Regions from separate parts of the Mus musculus genome. Here region 1 is linked to region 2. Evidence: chromatin contacts called from public Hi-C data. All regions are on one chromosome and are shown on one strand. Each heading gives the region's core, a stretch centred on a gene start, on an enhancer-like site or on the middle of the called end of the contact. The rest is flanking DNA. Distances are from core to core; before and after follow the strand shown. Region 1 has its middle 59 kb from the start of Gm24817. Region 2 overlaps Gm35601 (a long non-coding RNA gene).

Evidence for each region. A called contact is a pair of places that touch in the nucleus more often than the background predicts.
Region 1: a contact with region 2 is called in a Hi-C map of liver, with 4 times the contacts expected there. The contact joins two enhancer-like sites. A contact is called at or near these places in 3 of 484 Hi-C or Micro-C datasets (all in liver), 3 of 115 datasets of contacts at active chromatin or transcription factors (embryonic stem cells, large pre-B cells and liver) and 1 of 9 other capture datasets (embryonic stem cells).

The regions. Positions count from the first base shown.
Region 1 is chr1:172,781,495-172,788,554 of GRCm38.p6, reverse strand. It overlaps the pseudogene Gm38051. Among named protein-coding and RNA genes, the nearest start is that of Gm24817, 59 kb to the left of the region's middle. Within about 2 kb of position 2,489, at least 3 of the 459 cell types and tissues checked have an H3K27ac peak or open chromatin away from gene starts, as enhancers often do. A contact at or near this core is called in liver, where this site is marked.
Region 2 is chr1:172,649,561-172,656,497 of GRCm38.p6, reverse strand. Gm35601 (a long non-coding RNA gene) reads right to left here. Exons shown (of 5, transcript XR_001779542.2): 3 at 5,550-6,937; 4 at 4,925-5,072; 5 at 1-933. Among named protein-coding and RNA genes, the nearest start is that of Gm35601, 20 kb to the right of the region's middle. Within about 2 kb of position 5,342, at least 11 of the 459 cell types and tissues checked have an H3K27ac peak or open chromatin away from gene starts, as enhancers often do. A contact at or near this core is called in liver, where this site is marked.

The DNA of each region.
Region 1 (7,060 bases), core at 1,240-3,739, 130 kb before region 2:
TCTCCCCAGATCCTCGATACACCTCACCCTCTCTCCCCTCCCACCTTTACCCCCTTCCCTCCTCTCAAATGCCAACAGTTCCTCAGAGTGGGACTTTATAGGCACCTCTGCTCCTCCAAGCTATCCATCTACCGATTTCTATTTAATAAATTATCTTCCGTTATTATGCAAAAAAAAAACATGAAAGCAATTTGTCATTCATTCTTGCCTTGAACGGTACAATAACTTTTACAATGATACCTTTTGACATCTTTGAACTTACAGTAGCCTTACTCCATACCAGGGTACTGAACTGGTGGTTTTACATTGATAGGTCCTGGAAATAAGAAGTGCTAAATGTTCTCTGAGTTCAATAAGGCCTATATGGTAAGTTCCATACAATGAAGAAGACCTGTGAATCCAGAATTAGCATTCAGAAAGAGCCCAAAGTTGAACCATATCTATGCCAGACATAAGTTCCCATAGAAATCCTCGCATTTCCAGCAGCATCCTGAGCAGGCAGGAGCATTTGGTTACTGCCAGTTACTCTTCACTCACCCAAGGCTAGACAAACTAATCAGCTGAAGCCATAACGACCAGGTGGAGAGTGTGCATGGGCTCATCCCACCAACCTCTACTTGCCAATCCTAATTCAATCGATTGAATGCTGAATTCATCATTCACCGGCAGAAAATTCTCTGTCATCAATGAAGCAGAATTTTTTCCCTCAAGAACAAACGTATCAAGGATCAATACTTCTCTCTCTGTTTATCCTCTATATGCCAATATCACCACACTGTTTTGCATAATGGTGCCTCTGCCAAAGGAACACAATTCACAACAAAACAAAGTGGAAACTGGTACCTATGAGAAGTCATTTTCTAGGGGTTTTTTCCCTTTTTATTTTATTAAGTTTTTGCTATTAAAAGACACACACAAACACAAAGAGCACCTTTTGGCTCTTCATCTTTTTAAAATTTTTATAATAAAATATACTAAATAAATTGCTACAAAGTTAAAACTTTAATCATTGTATTATTAAATATTATATTTTAATTCATTTTATAATATGTTTAATAATTCACAATGTAAAAATACTTTTCCCATATTAAGCAAATTATATGCTATTTACTTTAAGGTAAATATGAATATTTAAGCATACTATAAAAATTGATATAATATCACATTTGTTTGGAATCCAAATATAGCTCTCTGTAAATAACACATTGTTCAATAACATCCTGACAATGATTCTCTCTTAATTTGAATAATGTTTAATATGCTACATAAGGGGTTTAATTAACTGAATGCCACTTAAAAATTTAGTAAGATATCTTGAGGTGAAGTTGCTAAATTATTGCCATTAACTTATACTTCAACAGCAGGCTTCATTATGGTGCTTGTATTTATCAATAGTCCACCATAGGTGCAAATTAAATAGCATCCACTGTGAATAAAATTATTTTAAAAATACACAATGATCAAGCTATAAACCAGACTCTCTGAGCACATTCATCTGATTGCCATTAGCCAGAGTGTTCGTTGAATATATACTCAAAGAAGACAGAACTGTCCTGTTTCCAAATGAAAAACTAGAGCATGTTAAATAATTTATTAGCTGCTTAAGTAAATGCTGTTACTATTTTTAAACACACAAACTTATTTGAATGCAGCTGTGAGCCACTAGATGGAAGAGGCTGGTATGCACCACCACAAGTTTCAGCCTTGGGGTCAGCTCTGAAACACAGGTTGGACATCTATCTTACCAAGTTTCAAACTCTTAGCAAGAAGCTGGGGGTGTGGCTTCATTGGCAGAGGGCTTCCTCAGCTTACATGAAGCCCCTAGGATTGATCCCAACCCCACATAACTGGGTGTGATGGCAAAGACCCAAGGCAGAAGGATCATGAGAGCGGGGCCATCTTTGGCTATATAGGGAGTTCAAAGCCAACCTAAAATACATAAGACCTTGTCCAAGAAAAGAAGAAAGGAGGGAGGGAAGGCTAGAGGGAGGAGGGAGGGAAAAGGGAGGGAGGGAAGAAAGAAGAAAAGAACAAATGAATGAAGGAATGAAAAAACAAACAGGAAGGAAGGGAGGGAGGGAGGGAGGGAGGGAGGGAGGGAGGGAGGGAGGGAGGGAGAGAGGGAGGGAGAGAGGGATAGAGGGATCTCTTATTGAGGGCCAAATGAATGTTCTCACTCATCTAAAAACCCTGAAACTGTTGCTTTAACACAGACATCTCTGCTTATTAACAATAATTTTGAGTAATTCTAAACTGGCTTTGAGGCAGCTTTTAAAATGCAGAGAACATTAGTTCAAAATTAAGTAAATAACTCAGTCTAGATAAAAGAAAAACAAGTGATCACATGATATAGGATTTTTTAGTACATATGACACAAATACAAACACCAAAAAAGCAGCAAAAGATTTTGCTGGCATGGTACAAAGGTCAGTCACTAGGCCACTGTGTGATCACCACGTTACTAAGAAAAGAACCAAAGAAAGGAGGTGTGGCCTTTCAGCTCATGTGACTGACAGACTTTACTAGCAAACAAGGCTGCTGCTTGCAAGTGGTAACTGAACACATTAGTGAGTTTCTGAGACTAGGGGGGATGGTCTATCCATGTCCCACTCTCTGTCTCCAAACTCTCCTAGTGAAAATGTGAGCAATGCTGGAATGCATTGAACCCTAAACACGGAAGAACGTACTAGATTGAAACCACATTTATCTTAAAGCTACCACAACATTGGCTGCCTGAAAAATTCCTATTTTTAACTGTTAATATAAGACAACCCAAATCCTTAGAATTCAGTAATGCTAGTTGCTTAGATATCTCAATGATCAGGATAAGTCAACTAGGGAAGGAAAGTCACAATCATATCAAGGAATAAAACAAGAATATAGAATCACCAAAGTCACAGGAAAGTCAAAGTTTAAGAAGGTCTGTGACCAGAAATAAGTGGTGACTGTGGCTTCCTTCTCCTCCTCTTTACTTACCACTCAGATATAGTTATCAGCCCCTCCTCTTCAGCATACTAAAGAAGGGTTGCATTCTTCATTCCTTATCTTCCTGTCCCCACTAGCCATTTTATACACCATGTGATAAGTATACAGCACACGATAAGTTTTGCTGTACTTACATCGTATCCACTGGTGGAAGAAATGTGAGATTAACCATAGCAAACCAGAGAAATATAGTTAACAACCCAAAGAGCCTAAATTCAGGTAAATAAATAAATCCCACTTTGGTTTGTTTCCAACCCCTACATGCAATAGAGATACCTACCTATATTATAAAGACCTCAGACCATGTTATAACTTGGGCACTAAGTGTCCTCAAATGTCATGTGATAAAGATTTGACCCTTGAAGTGGATCTGATAGGAAGCACCATAGACTTTTAAGAAGGAGGAAATCCTTGCATCTCTGGGAATATGCTGTGGAGAGGGACTGTTGCACCTGAGCCTCTTTCTTTTCTCTCTTTCCTGCCTGGTGAGATGGGAAATTTAGCTCTGCCATATGCTGCTAACCACAGTGTGTCTCCTAACCATGGTGCTCCTAACCACGGTGTGTCTCCTTCACCCTATGCTCAGAGCAGTAGGGGGATCACTCAATTATGGACTGGAAGATCCAAAACAGTAATCAGAAATAATCGTTTCTCCTTTAATTCTCTATGGTATTTTGTTGCATTAATAGGGAGTAGACTGATTCAAAGGCTTAGAGGTAGCTAGAACTTAACCTGGAGCACATGAGTAGCAGGAATTGAAGGTTCTGAGTCACATTAGTGACAGGGACATGGAGAGAAAGCACCGAGACTCAGCGACTAAGGACTGGAGCAACACCACACCACTAATCAACAAATGAGCCACCCAATTCTCTGAGATACTTCAGCATCCTTTTTTCTTAATTCCTATGTTTTCAGAATCATTTATATTTTACATGAGCTTGCAGGATTGTTGCTAATATAATAACTGGTACAAAAATAATAAAATTCCAATTCAATTTTCAACACGAGTTTTTTATGAAATGTTACCAGCTAAATCGAGAATGCATCTGGAATTTAAATGCATGAGAGCAATCAAGAAAACGTAAAAAGGGGTGAAATAATGATCGGAAAAGAGTTCTGACAAATATCAAAGAGCACTATAAAGCTCCCATAAAGTTTGATATGGAAATGGTAGTGTACCAATAGATGAGAGAAAAAAATTCCAGAAGATACATTTATATGCAAATTCATATCATAAAGGTAAAATTTTAAATAAGTAAAAAGAATATTTAGTTAATAACACCCAAATTTCTTACTATAATTATCAATGCATGTTAATTGTGAAACTTCATGAGTTTTAGTATAATTTTTATGCATGCATACATACAAACATACATACATACATACATACATACATACATACATACACTGAGCATTAGCCATGCAGCCCCTCCCTGCCTTTGCAAGCTCTTTCCCAGACCCCTGTCTAGTAATCATTCTGCTCCTATTCAGATTATGTTTGCACTCAGGCTACTTGATAATATGCTGTTTTACAAGTTATGGACCAGCTTATTTGGGCTTGTGGTTCTAGAGGGTGACAGCCCATGATAGCAGAGTGAAGTTACAGTGACAGGAGCAGGAAGCTGAGGTCTCACTCCTTAAGCAGCAAGCACAAAGCAGAGAGAGAGAACTGGTAATGGCTTGAGTCTAAATTCTCAAAGACTGCCTCAGTGACAAACTTCTCACAAAGCCACACCCCTAGCCCTCCCCAAATAGCACCACAAACTGGGGACCATGTATTCAAAACTCAGAGGCAACCAGGAACATACCGTTGAAATTTGAAGTATTATGGTGTTTCCCACATCGGGCCTGGTTAAGAAGAGATGATTTGGGGTCTTTTGTGCTTGCATGTGATTTGGGTTGTCTTTTTTTTCTAGTGTTTTTTGGTGGAAATGGCATTGAATCTGTAGATCCATTTGGATTGTGAACATTTTAACAAATTAATTGCCAATCCATGGACACTAGATGTCTTTCCACCTTCTGATATTTTCTTTCTTCAGTAATTTAAAATCCTCTTTATAGAAGTCTTTAACATCCTTCCTTGGGATTATTTCTAAGTATTATATTTTCTTATTGTTCTTCTTATTTTCTTTCTCAGTGAATTTGTTATTGACACATAAGAGACTTCTGAGTTTTGAGGGTTTTTTTTTTTTGTTTCTTTCTCAGTGAATTTGTTATTGGCACATAAGAGATCTGAGTTGGGGGGGTGTTTTGTTTTGTTTTGTTTTGTTTTGTTTTGTTTTGTTTTGTTTTGTTTTGTTTTGTTTTTTGAGACAGGGTTTCTTTGTGTAGCCCTGGCTGTCCTGTAACTCACTCTGTAGACCAGGCTCTCCTCAAATTCAGAAATCCTGCTTCCTCTGCCTCCCAAGTGCTGGGATTAAAGGTGTGTGTCACCATGCCCAGCAGACTTCTGAGTTTATATGTTGATTTTGTATTCACTAGGCCTGGCATTAGCTTCTGAAACCTCGGAGCTTACCAACTCCACCCACCCCAGTGACATACTTCCTCCAACAAGGTCACACATATTCCAACAAGGTCACAGATCCTAATCCTTTCAAATAGTGCCACACCCTATGAGCCTACGGAGACCATTTTCATTCAAACCATCGTGTGTGTGTGTGTGTGTGTGTGTGTGTGTGTGTGTGTGTGTGTGTGTGTGTGTGAACATGTACACTTTTTCACATTAATCCCTATACAATGTAGTATGTCAGCTCCTTATATACCAATTACATTTTATTAGATTTCATGAGTGGCTTAGAGATGCTTTTAAGCAGATGAGAGGATGCGTGTAGTTTGTATGCAAACACATGGGATTTGAACATTCATCAATCTGAGTGCCTGTAGAGTGGTATTTCCTATGTACACAAAGGATCAACTGCAAGCAGTGGTAAATGTCGGACACATAGCATATATACTAACTATAATCAAAGGCCCCCTTAAAAACCAGGAGTGACAAATTGGAACAGCTGGAGTGGAAAGTTGGTACGATGGGGCTGTTTAAGATCCCCCGGTATCACTGCCAGTGAATGAACCTTACAGAATCTCTGTTAATAGAAAAATCCTGGTCTGGGAGAGGAGCTTGTAGAAGGAAAATACATGAAAACAGCAGTCTAGGGGCTCTTGTGAGACAGGCGGGCTGGTGGCTGCAAACACAATGGGAGCCTGGGAGCAGTAACATGGATGTGATGGAGTTTATAGGAGAAAAATAAACCTGCAAAGGAAATAAATAACCCACAAATTCAGACGAGAGCCATGAGCCGGGAACATGGCTGTGGCCATGAAGAGAAAATTATCTTTAAGGAGAGAATGAAGAAAAGCAAGCCTAGAGTGAAGACTAAAGCCACTAGAAACCACTAGAAGGTTGATGGAAATGCTAGGTAATGAATGTGACCTCTCTGACCTGCCTAGGGCTGCCCAGTACAAAGGACTGCAGATGAGAGAGCTTAACCAGAAATTCATTTCTTCCCAGACCTGGAGGGTGGAAGTCTGTGATCCTGTCAACAGGATTTTCGGGTTCCATCCTTGGGCTCTAGATGGTCATTTCCTGTGTCCCTGCATGCTCCAGTGTCTTCTCACATGGAGTTAGACTGTATTAGTGTCCACTTGGATGACTTCATTAACTCACGAAGCTCTTTAATTAGGTTGTTAGCAATTTAGAACACCCGTTTGTGAGGATGCATCCCGTTGATCAAGAAGAACTGAGTTGGCAGCCCTGGAGTTGAAGAACAGCTTTGATCTTCGGTAAAATCTGAGCCCACAGTTTTCTGATCAGCTTTGCGCTGCTCTGTAATCTTGTATTTCTCCTCTATGTGTCGAGGATCTCACTCTCCTGGTGCCGGAGCTTGCACGGCTGCTGCTTCTTGAAGCATCAATCAGGTGTTTGGGGATTTTAATCTTGTTGATGTCAACTTTTGTCCAGGTGGTAATGACAAACTTCTGGTGTGTTCTGTGCAGAGGAACTCTGTTGAGGGCAATAGCGCCAGTCACAAATAGCAAGCCACTGCCCCGCTGCTTCGGGAAAACCATTCTCTTGCCC
Region 2 (6,937 bases), core at 4,093-6,592:
TGGTGTGATCCTAGTAGGAAAGGAAATGCACACATCGGATGTGAGGTTAGCAGTGTGGTGGGGGTATAATCTGTGCAGGTAGGATGTACTCATCAGTGGGATGAAGAGGGTGGTGCACAGCTGGTCTGTACTGTGCATACCTCACACGCAGGGTCAAAGAAAGTGCACATAGCTAGCAAGGTGTCTGTGATATGAGGGTTGTGCAGCACTCATGGCTTTAGAAGGTCAATGCCTTTGGGCCTATATAGTTGAAGAAACTTTATACCCATTTTACAGCTTTTAAAGAGCATATGAACTGGTGATTAAGATCAAGGAAAGGTGCCAAATACTTGTCTGTGCTCATCGAGTCTTGACATAGGTGGTTTGTAGTCGAAGTCACATTTGTAGGTGCAGGTGACTCCCTTGTCAGTTCCCAGCAGCCTCCACTTCGCTCTTTTCCTTCTAGGGTCAACTCTCCTAGGGTTAGCAGGCTTCATACATCACATCAGGCAGGTTTATACACCTCGACCCGAAGCCTAGGCAGCTAACAAATTACTATGACACGTTGATTGCTTGCCTTATCTCACCCTGGAGCCCTCCAGAGTCCTCTTTCCCATCACCACAAACACTTCCAATTACCGCACTGGTTTATCTGAGACTATTTGCTTGGTGTTCCATTCTGTTCACCGTGACCTTGGCTGTCTGACTGATACATCCTTGAGTTGTTGCTCAGTCCCTCCGAGATTTGCTTATCTCTGCCTCTGTTCCTATAGGGTGTGTTTTATGATCATTCAGACTTAGCAGAGGCATGGTCCAGTGCTAGCTGTCCCTCAAGCAAACCCAGAACCTCTCTAGGTGGTCTCTGTGAGAGAGATCTCCAAACACAGAATGCATTGCTTCAGGTATGTGGCCTTGTCCGACTTCTTGAGTTGCACGCAGGGAGGAAATCATTGCCTAGGATATCAAAGGGCAGCAGAGAATTTCAACACACACTTGGAAGGAGGTTCTGATGACTCCACCCATGCCAAGCTAATAACAGGAAATAATGATGGGTCATGTGATTGCCAAGCACTGTCCCAAATCCTTTCTGAGGTCAGTGTCCCTAAGCCCATGAAACCCTGCAGCCCAAAGAGCATCTAGAGATATATTACGAAGTGTGACATTGTAATGCCAAGTGTGGTACTGTGGGAAACAACTACTTCAAGAGGCCCATCAGAAACTGCTTAATTGGGGTTAGAAATGGTGTTTACAGTATGTCATCTGGCTCATCGATTATCCCCCATGATCAATTAGAGCTCCACAAACAAATTTAATGTAAATTTTGTTTTTTCAAAACAGGACCTTATTATGTATCCCTGGCTGGCCTGGAAATCAGGAAGTAGGTAGATCAGGCTGTCCTCAGGCTCACAGAGATTCATCTTCCTCTGCCTGGGCCTCCTGAGTGCTTGGTATGAATTCTTAAGAGCAATGGTCTGAAAGAACTATTGCTTTAGAGCCCACCATAGCTTACTTTGCAGACATAACAGTATGTTTTAGAGGAATGATAAGAAATTAATCTTGACCTAGTTGGCCAAGAATCGCCTAGAATTGGATGTTCTCAACATATGTGTAGAACATAGTGCCAGTTTTGCTGGTATTAGGTACTGAGGTTGCCTTTCCAACTGAGGATCTTGATTTAGGTAAACTGGCTGAGTATGGTGGTGACAAAAACCTTCCTTTCATAATGTCCTATTGAGAAAAGTTATGAGTTCATACTGGTGTAATTACTACCCAAGTGTAGACTCTGCAGGAACTTGACTTCTGTTCAGTTTTAGTATAAAGAAGAAGCATAAGAAATTATCACCCATGAATACTATATCAAATATTCTTCATCACAAAGATAGGGCTAGTGCTCTTTAAAAAGATGGAATGACCCCAATTTCAGGACACTGTAGGAACTCAATAGAAGTTTTGTAATACTATTGTAATTTATAAAGGCATAACTAACTCAACAACAGGAAGGAATTATCGTCCCTTGATTATAAAATAATTCTGTGGAAGCTTCTTTGAATTATTACTTATAAAATTAACTTCATGATGGGGGTGGGGGGGGAGAACGTGAGAATTCTGCCGGATGCAAGATGAACATGTACGGCTGCCTCGAACACTCCTATTGTTCACCTGACTGCTCAATAGAATTGAATCCCACTCCCACCCCTTGTTGTAGGATCAGAGATGCTGCTGCTGAGACACCCTGAGCAACACGGGAAGCCAAGCAGAAAAATACAACAGAGCTAAGAGTTACAGGTGTGGGCTGGAAATGGAAAAAGGCTGTATGGCTCAGAAGCCCACTGAGCAGTCAGGAATGAAGATTAAGTTTGTGGGCTAAGAACCAAGCCAGCAGTCAGGAAGCAGAAAACCCACAGGGACCATAGACTGTTGATAGTCAACGTACCAGCAACTGAGTCCAAACACTGAGGGACGAGGCACCATGATGCTCTCCTGAGGGCCAAAGCACTTGCTACTTTGGGAGAGAAGACTCTCGAGCAGATCATATATAACCGTTCCAGGTTGTCAGGGTAGAAGCAGGGAATCTATGCCAAGGCACTTCCGTACAGTGCTTAACAGAGGTGGGAACTGGAAGCTAGCCATATCATCTCAGGGTAGGGCACACCAGCCAGAAAAAGATTCTAAGAATCTGGAGGGGGAGAAACTGACCAACTTTGTAACCACACTCACCTCCTGGTCAGTACTATTTTCCCTGTCCTTGCACCCTTTCCTGGCAGGAATCCCACACTGCCCCTCTGAGGTTCAGCTCCTTCCTGAATGGCACGACACTTGCCCTTCCCCAAGCCTTAATGTTTTCTAAGTGAAAAGATGTGTGGTGTGTGTGTGTGTGTGTGTGTGTGTGTGCATCTCTGTGTGTCTGTCTGTGTGTGTTTCCATATGTGTATGTGTTTCTGTATGTGTGTGTGCATATGTGTGTGTTTATGTGTCTGTGTGTTCCTGTATGTGTGGGTGTCTGTTTGTGTGTGTGTGTGTGTGTCTGTGTGTGTGTCTGTCTGTCTGTGTGTGTCTGTGTGTGTCTGTGTGTGTGTTTCCATATGTGTGTGTGTTTCTGTATGTGTGTGTGCATATGTGTGTGTTTATATGTCTGTGTGTTCCTGTATGTGTGGGTGTCTGTGTGTGTGTATGTGTGTCTGTGTGTCTGTGTGTCTGTGTGTGTGAGAGAGAGAGAAACTTTCTTAGCTATTTCACAGATGCTGAGCAGATAGAATTGTATTAGAGCAACTACAATGTAAAAATGACTATGCCTGCCTCTCCTACAGGCATTATCTGGAGGGAAGGACTATTTAATGTGAAAGAGCAATCACAGCTCCATCTGCCCTGGCACTCCAGAGGAACTGGGGTTCAAAAAACTAATTTTTTTTCTTAATTATTTAAACATATTACTTTAATTTGTAGTTCTTTTTTTAAAAAAACTATTGGTTTTTCTTCACAATTAAAAATATATACTTATTAATCAAGACCTCTGAGGTCTCTGTTTAGAGGCGATAACTGAATCATCTCTCTTATCTCCCTTTTTAATCAAATATAGTTCTAGGAATAAATACAGACGATTTGAATTTTAATGAATTCTAAGACTGATACTTGACGGTGTAAAAAAAAATCAGAGGTTTTGGTTTTCTAGGACAAGGGAGAAATTATTGCAGAGGTTACACTGGACAGTGGGAAAATCATGAACTCAATCTCATTTGGCTAATCCCTCTCCACCCCTGGCCCCCACCTCTCCACACAACAACAATACAGATTTTGCAAAGTTCCGGTGAAAATTACAGAGCCTGCCTATGGAGTGTCTGCGGCAGGGTTTCACAGGTGCTTGGTGAATCGTAGCAAATGTTATTATTAGCTCGCTTATCTATGACGTGCCCCATCATCTTCCACTGTAAACACGTTGCTTCCTCGTCAAGAGAACAGAACGCAAGGCTGGAAAAGCACCCAGGTAGAGTGGCCAAAATTCCATTCTGAGGGCAGAAAAATGGGCAGCAATACGAGCCTTATCTCCAGGCTGCTCTCTGAATCTTTGAACAACAACAAACCTCTGCACCTTTGCTTTCTCACCCGAAAGTCGGCGGTGTTGAACATAATTCTAGATACAAAGGTCTCCGGTGCTCGCATTACCTTGCTGGGCAAAGAGAGGGCTGAGAAAGGCTGTCCTGGGCTGCGGACTGCCTATTCCTAGATGACCAGGCTTTACCTCCTGTGCCATCTCACGTTCTCCCTCACACCCCCAATCCGGACTCTGATCTCTGGACTCTGCCCCAATGGCACAGACTTAGATCACGAAGGCCAGATCTAAACACACCACAGACACCCACTCCCCTGAGATATGGGATAACATGCTAACGTTATCTTAAGCCTCAGTTTTCTCCTCTGTAAAAGAGTAATAATCACCTCGTGGGGTTTCTATGAAGATGAAATGATATTTATATTGGAAATGATTTATGAGCTATCTGGCACTGTGCAATGTTAATACCGCAACTGTGATTATTGCTGATTAATGCCATTCAAAGCCTATGGGTAGCAGCCCAAGAAGTTGGATTCTGAGTTGGAGACTTCAGGGTCATCAATTTCAGCTCCTGCCCCTTGTGGATTTTCGGAGGTCGGTGGAATCAGGCCGAATGACATTGAACTTTGCTGTAATCGGGTATTGATTCTGGTTTTCCTAACACAGAACAGAGGTTTGTTTAAACTTTTACTTAAAGGCAAGTGACAGGAACTGGTTTTAATGGTCCGGAAAAGTTTTCACCCCATTAGCAATACCCTGCCCACATGACCTCAGGTTTTCCTGTTTCAAGAGGCAATTGCAGAATTTCTGGAGAGCTACCGTATACTAATGGTAACAAATCCATCAGTTGCTGGAAAGAACTGGCACACCTCTACTCTAAAGTGTGGTTGGGCTTACCATTCCACAGGACAGCAGCTTTCTGTGGTCGTAAAGAAGCGGTAGGAAAGGCTGCCCAACAAGACACTGAGTGTGCCAGCGAGCTCCTTAGATGTTTCCTGCACAGTGCTGGTGCAGTGCTGTGGAACATCTTCCAGAGCTTTCTCCTCTGTGCCAAAGGTGAAAAGCTATGCATTAATAAAAGGTCTTGAGCAGTTCCTTTAGAACATACTCCGAGGTGTTAAGTTCCCTGAGCAGTCAGCCTTAGGAAAGCTTTCATCTCTCTCTCTCTCTCTCTCTCTCTCTCTCTCTCTCTCTCTCTCTCTCTCTCTCTCTCTCTCTCTCTCTCTCTCTCTCTCTCTCTCCCTGTCTGCCTCTTGCTCACTCCCCTCCTCCCTCTGACCTTCCCATCAACACCTGCAGATCACATGCCCCTAGACAGACAAGCCTGGACCCATAAACAGAAGAGTAAGCAACTCCTCATATGGTGTAACTGGAGACATATCCCAATCCCCACTGCCCAAAATATCTTCCCCGCCAAATGCCATGGTGCCGAAAATTCCCAGTATTAAATTCACTGCGACTAAGAACTCCTCCCTTCACCTTATCTTCTTTCCAACTGTCTACACCATGTTAGCTTACTTACCCTCTGTGCTTAGCCATGAGCCACTGACGTATCATCCAAAGCCTACAGGATTCCCCCAGCAGTAAGTGATCTCTCATTGCCAAGGGAAAAAGAAATCGCAAAGCTTAACTTGAACCTGTTTTATGATATACATTGCCCTTTGTTTAAACACTCCTACTATTGCACCACTAATAACCTGAAAGGTCCATCCCTCAGCTGGACCTTATTAGTCTCTCTGCTTCCATCCCATCCTCAAATGACTAGGCTCAGAGCTGCCCCCTACTGGAGAATCACACTGAGAGGCGCCGGCATGAACTTTACCAGGCCTGAGATCTTGCTGCTCTCACTACCTCTGTTCACCTGGAGAGTCACTTTGAAGATCTCCTCTTATGGAAAAGGCCACTGGAGAGTCTCCCAGCTCCATAGCTAGCTCACTCGATGACCTCACACCACATACTGGCTTAATAAAGACCCACACACACATGACTGGTCTTCATCCTCCAGTGTGGATTAACACTTACCCACTGAGGTGAGGCTTCTGTTTTAAAGAATGCCAAAGGGAGAATAAGATAAGAAAGAGGAACCACGCAGATGAGGTGTTTTGTTTTGTTTTGTTTTGTTTTTTGTTTTTTTTGGTTTTTTTTCATCTTATTTTCTTACAAAACTGGCTGATTCATTCGGCCCTGGGCTTGCAAACAGCTACACAGAAAAGGTATTAACACAAAAGAACACTGAGTGGTAGGTAGCTCACGTCTGTAATGTCAGCATTAAGGAGATTAGGAAAGGACACCAGAAGCAGGACTTCCAGACTAACTTAGGAAAGATGGCAAGACCATCACAAAAATAAAAATTGTAATTCAGTTTTTAAAACAATGTGAGGTGATCAGCACTTCCTGATATCCAAGGTAAGTTGATGTGATGCACTTGACCTTCGAAGCTATCCACGGAACCTAGGGGTGGTAGCCCAGGCCTAGAAAGCCAACACTCGGGAGGCTGGAGTAGAATTGCTTCAAGTTCAGGGCCAGTCAGGACTGTATAGTGAGTACTAGGACTGCCAAGACTACATAGCAAGACCTTTTCTCAAAAAATAAAAACCACAGACCAAACGATGATGAGCATTCCTGGGCGTCACAGGTCCGTCTCCTGCACAGTTCTTTCACACAGGATCACTCTGGCTGTTGCTTTACAACGGTGTTGCTCAAAACGGTGGCACAAAGTAATAGCAAGTATTTTATATCACCTCACTGGAGATTAACCGGGCTCAGCTAAGCAGTTCTCTCTCTCGGAGTCTGTTGGGAAGCTACAATCAGATAGTGGCTATGCCTAAAATAACTTGAAGCCTGACTTGAGAAAGCTAAAACATCTAGAGGCTGCAAGTTAGTCTTCCTACCCCGGTACCACTGAGTGAT